Regions from separate parts of the Zea mays genome. Here region 2 is linked to region 1. The links are chromatin contacts, called in public Hi-C maps. All regions are on one chromosome and are shown on one strand. The core of a region is the stretch at or near the end of the contact, and the rest is flanking DNA. Distances in the headings are between cores, read along the strand shown. Region 1 holds the start of LOC100277808. Region 2 holds the start of LOC100383047.

Region 1 (2,893 bases), core at 101-2,600:
TGTCTTTGTTCTCCAAGCATGGTTTGTAGCGATATCAATAAACCTATGGACCTCGGATATGTATGATGGATCTAGCCTTCATAAGTTATACATCCAAGATGTCTTCTCCATCATCACCTGTAAAAAAGTAACATAAAACACACAAGAACACAAATTGGCAAGAGAAACATAAACTAACATTTCCTAATAACTAAATATATCATTGATAAACAAAAATTGGCAAAAGAAACATAAACGAATCTTTCTTATCAACCTTGTTCCAAAAAATAAAGATCAAAACCTACCCCTTACATTTTGTGAAATCTGGCATTCCAATGAAAGTTGGCAAGAGAAACATAAGCCAAACTTTCCTAGCAACTAATAAACAAAAATTCTTAATACCCAAACCTATCTCTAACAATAATTGGCAATTAAAACATAATTAAACCAACATTTCATAACAACTAATAAAAACAATCCTTAATTACCAAACATATCTCCTTCTCTTCCAACATGGTGAAACCCTAGATCCAAATGTGGCTAAACCTAACTATACTCTTCTCTTTCACATGGTGAAACCCTAGATCCAAAATATGGCTAAAATTGAGCAAGAATGAACAAAAATTGACAAAAGAAACATAAACCAACCTTTCTTAGCAATCTTCTTCCAAAAAATAAAGATCAAAACCTCTCCCCTTGTATTTTGTGAAATCTATACCTCCAAAATCGCCTCCAATAGAAGTTGGTTGTGAGATACTGTTCTTGGCGGGAAGAATGGGTATTTACAATACAAAATTCACCGACAGTTATATTAACGCAACCGCCAGCGAAAACGGACTATTAACACTGACGGTTGGTGTAACAGAACTGTCAGTGTTATTATATTTTTCACAGACGGTTCTGTTAGACCAACCACCACTGAAAATAGCTCGTTTTCACTAGCGGATGTGTTAAGAGAACCGTCAGTGAAAATAGTTTTCCACTGGTAGTTCTCAAGCGAGATCCACCTATTTTTTTCACTAATGTGCGGTAACTGAAACCGTCAGTGATAAATTATGGGTGACGCAGGCTCTAGGTCTTTTCTACTAGTGATCCATATTTAATTTTGCTATAGAGCGTAAGTAGGAACCTGGTAGAGTTCGCTAGCTAAGGATACGATGAGACGACGATGGTTTTTTGGTTCAATCAAAACCAGTGGCAAAGTTGGGTACGACAGCATGTGAACCAAAAAAAAAAATTGCTGATCTGTGTTCGTCTTGACGACGTTAACGTCACATCTGAGAAGGTTCCATTCGATTGACTAGTCCTAGATAACGTAATAAATATACCACCCAAAGAACTTCGTCACTACTCTCCCTCTCATCTCAATGTTTCATTCATTAAACTTCGCGAGAACATGGGAGGAGCAGTAGAGCAGCACAGGACGTAGATGTACGGTAGCCGGCCGGCGCCCATGGATTCAAGCTCACAGCCCGCCGCAATGTACGCATCTCTCTCTTTCTCTCTCATATGCATGCATGGTTCATCATCTTTTGGGGTCAAATTTTCATGTAGCAACTAGCAACATGGAGGTACCATGCATAACGGATGTTCAAGTTTATGATATCTGTATGGCCTAGCACTACGATCAGCCAGCTGGTATATATATAGAGCAAGACTGAATTTTTGCATCATTGTACACCTAATAGATAGGTCGACGACGACGATTTATGCGTGTCCTAGATATAACGTTAATTCCTTGGCACACACTAAAAAAACTGTAGTGATGGATCGAGAGGGAGCGGAGGAGGAGAGAGAAACAAAAGGGAGGAGGAGGACGACGACGAGGCGGCGGCGGAGGCCGGCAACGGCAGACAGCTGGTGATGCCCGAGGACGGGTACGAGTGGAAGAAGTACGGCCAGAAGTTCATCAAGAACATCCAGAAAATGAGGTGCGTACTTGCTAGCTAGCTCCGTTCGATCCGCCATGCATACGTAGCATATATTTCTGGCGTCGACGGCTGGCCGGCCCTAGAGGCGATCGAGATTCATCTCGAGCTCTCAAAGCTACTGCAAACTCGATCATGCATATATATCACCATTTCGTGTCAAAATCGTTTTCGCCAAAGATACGTTTACATCACATTAAAATGGATACCTCGACGTCGTTGACCAAGCTCTGACTCGTTCATCACCGTCGTTCCTGCTGTGCATCGAAGTAATTGAGTCGATGTGACCACCGGGATAATGGAATGGAATGGAATGGATTTGCCTTACTTGCCCGGCCGCTTTAGCTATTAACCATGAGCAAATTGCGCAAGTGTGTTGCTGCGTGACGAACTGATGACGTGCGTGTGGGTGGGGTCCATGCGTGTGCGTGCGGAAATGGCGCAGGAGCTACTTCCGGTGCCGGCACAGGCTGTGCGGCGCCAAGAAGAAGGTGGAGTGGCACCCGCGCGACCCCGGCGGCGACCTCCGCATCGTCTACGACGGCGCGCACCAGCACGGGCCCCCGCCGCTGGCGGCTCCTCCCGGCGGCCACGGCCAGATGCAGGGCGGCGGCGCCTCCGACTCCAACAGATACGAGCTGTGCACCCAGTACTTCGGCGGGGCCCGGTCGCGCTGACGACCTGGCGGGCCAGCTAGCTAGCGTCGGGGGTGGCATGGCAGCTGACAAGAAAGGCCGGCCGGCGGGCGGCGGCGTGGCGTCCCGTCGCGTCACGCTCACGCCCGCATCACCTCCTGCCCCTGCTGGCTGCTGGCCTGCTGCAGCACCGATCGCTTTCGCTGCGCACCGGAGGGCAGCGGCAGCGGCAGCGGCTGGCTGGTGCTGCCGGTGGCGGTTGACTTGACGCCTTGCGCCGGCGCAACCGACGTGATGTTGAGTGCGGATTAATTGGTGCTGCACCGGTCAACGCTGTGGTCTACTACTAGT
Region 2 (2,893 bases), core at 271-2,770, 230 kb after region 1:
ACTATCGAGAAACCCTGTTGGTCAAATTGTTGTTTTCTTCTCTTTTGCTCAATTGCATTATGCACATCGGATTTTGCTTATGAGGCTGACTGAAAGGAAATTTGTTTCAAGAGACTGATAATTCTTTTTCTCTTGCCGCGCAGAATAAAGCAAGTGCAATCTATGACCTCCAAAGGAATAGAAGTAACCTTGAATCGCTATTCTGCTACGACAAATCTGTCCCAGAGGAGAATATTGGAAAACCGTCCGGTCTAGATCTGGAAAAGAAGGATGTCGGGGACAACCCTCCCTGCTCAAGCTGTGAAGCTAAAGGCGCTGTGCTGTGCGCAACATGCGCTGGTTCAGGCTTGTACGTCGACTCGATACTGGAGAGCCAAGGGATCATCGTGAAAGTCAGATGCCTAGGTAAGCTAGCTTGACAAGCACATTCTGTGCGACAGTTGCTTCCCTGCTATACAGTTGGGTTTGGGTATACCTGCTGACATCCAAATTGCTGTAGGCTGTGGAGGAACTGGGAACATCATGTGCTCCAAGTGTGGAGGCCGTGGGCATACCTGAATGATAAAAAGCTTGGACATTGCAGTGTCTCCGCAGCAAGACAGTACAATCCTGCTAGCATCCTTCCCGAGTTACGTTGGTGGGTATTTGGTCTCATGGTGACATCGTCAATCAAAAAGAGTTACGATTCTTCCGGAGAATTTTCCTTGTGCTGATCTAGCTGCTGTAACTGCATCGAAACATGCTTTAGAAGCTATTGAACCCCATCCCCCCCCCCCCCCCCCCTTTTGCTTTTTATTCCCCTCGTTTCATGCCTAAAAGTTTAAAGGACGATGCGTCAAAGGATTCGATGTTATGTTGTAATCATAAAGGTTAATGAAATGTGAAAGATACACTTCGTTTATGGGAGAGATTAGATTCAAAGTGTCCTGTGCAGTAACTGAGCAGAAGTGTGGTCACATCACATCACAAATACTAGTACATACTCCAACTCCATTCAAGAAAGAATGCAATTCTAGCAGTGTTATGTTTTGGTATTTTAAATTTTAACTAATTATAGATAAAAAAAGAATCAATATTTATAATGTGAAATAAATATTATTAGATTGATTATGAAATGTATTTTTATACTAGATTAATTTAGAGTAAATGCTATTTACTAAAAAAACTTGGTTAAACGTAAATCACTTCAACTCGCACGCGTTTTCGTCTATGACACAGAGTACAAACATGACGATTAGATAGAAAGTGGTGAGGGATCAAAAGCAGCTTGGTCATTTCCTAATCGAAACTGCTCAGTCGCTGAATCATGGTCTAGTAATACCTGTCCCACTCAGATTAATATGCTTCTCTTCAGCTGCGGACCAACGCCCCCTGCAAACAAGCAAGGAATACTTTGATCGACCGTCACCTGTGCACGAAGCCATGTTGACGATGGCCATCGAATCAATCCTTCTCCTCACCCAGGTCATATCTCCTTATATACTGCACTTGGAGGTGTTTGTATATATGCACATCCACCACAAACGCCCATTGCCATCAACCCCAGCAGCAGCAGCAGTCAGCAGAGGCATTGTTACTTGTTAGTTCCGAAAGCACACGTACGTCTCACATTAGCTAGTTCCAGCCTTCGTCGTCCAGGACACGAGAGGAAACCGCAGCCATGGCCAACAACCGCACCTACGAGGAGCATACCCCCGCCGTCGAGTGGAGCCGCTCCGCCGCCGAGGCCGACGCCGTCAAGATCTCGCTCCCAGGCAAGCAGTCCCTTGGCTCCTTTCCAGCCTGGAGCGATGATGGTTACTGTTACTGAAATACCCGTCGCTGGGGCTGCAGGGTTCAAGAGGGAGGACCTCCGCGTGCTGGTGGACAACCACGGCCACCTGCGGACGCGCGGCGAGCGGCACCTCACCGGCAACAGGTGGATCCGCTTCCAGAACGACTTCGAGCTTCCCGCCAACTGCAACGCCGACGGCATCCGCGCCAAGTTCGAGAACGAGACGCTCACCATCACGCTCCCCAAGAAGACCCCCTCGACGCCCATGCAGCCGCCGCCAAGGATGCCCACGGCGGCGCCGCCTCCGTTGCAGGGCCAGGGGCAGGGGCTTCCGCCGGCGGCCAGGCCTGCCGCGCCGACCCCGGCGCCGCTGGCTCCAGCTGCTCCTTCCGTGAAGCCGCCCGCCGAGTCCAGAGCGTCGATGCCGAGGAAGACGTACGATCCTGTGCCGGCGCCGGCGCCGGAAGTGGAACCGCCTGCAACCACAAAGCCCCAGCCGTCGCTGGGGGCTGTTCAGAGGCTGAAGGAGGAGGAGGAGGAGAGGAAGAGGGAGGAAGAGGGGAAGATGGCCGAGGACAGGAAGGAGATGGTGCATGAGAAGGACACGCAGCAGGAGCAGCAGCCAATGCTAGCAGAGACGATGGCGTTGGCGAACCTGAAGCCCAGGCAGGCCTCCGCGAGGCAAGGCATGCTGGTGAGCGTGGCGGTCGCGGTGGTTGTGCTGCTTGGGTTCACCGTCTACGTGTGGCACAGCCTGAGGAACGCCACGGGAGGCGCCGGCGGCGAGCACGGCCACGGACACCAGCTGTGGACCGGTAGCTACGGCGACGAGATGTGAGCAAGCTAGCTCGAGGTGTGGCGTGAGTACACAGTACATCTAAGTGGAAAGGAAGCAATGCAAGTGTGCGTGTGTATATATAGTTATACACGCACACGTACATACACATATACTACATACATGGGAGGCTCAGTACACGCACTACATACTCTACTCGTGTTGATCGTTTATCAGCTGGCAATGGCATGACGGCTTAATGAGCTTTTAAGAGATGTTTCGTTTGGTCGGTTGATTGATCAATTTAACGAAAATAACACTGGCCGTCAGGCCGTGTGGTGACT

The links. A called contact is a pair of places that touch in the nucleus more often than the background predicts.
Region 2: a contact with region 1 is called in a Hi-C map of ear, with 2.3 times the contacts expected there. The contact joins the promoter of LOC100383047 here to the promoter of LOC100277808 in region 1. A contact is called at or near these places in 4 of 25 Hi-C or Micro-C datasets (ear, leaf and tassel).

Annotation. Positions count from the first base shown.
Region 1 is chr1:265,479,085-265,481,977 of Zm-B73-REFERENCE-NAM-5.0, forward strand. LOC100277808 reads left to right here and starts at 1,351. Exons shown (of 3, transcript NM_001361300.1): 1 at 1,351-1,461; 2 at 1,743-1,910; 3 at 2,353-2,893. The coding sequence starts at 1,409. The coding sequence ends at 2,584.
Region 2 is chr1:265,712,141-265,715,033 of Zm-B73-REFERENCE-NAM-5.0, forward strand. It overlaps LOC100383047, which reads left to right and starts at 1,521. Exons shown (of 2, transcript NM_001175723.1): 1 at 1,521-1,754; 2 at 1,834-2,818. The coding sequence starts at 1,661. The coding sequence ends at 2,612. LOC100275997 reads left to right here. Exons shown (of 3, transcript NM_001371526.2): 2 at 144-405; 3 at 500-921. The coding sequence ends at 558.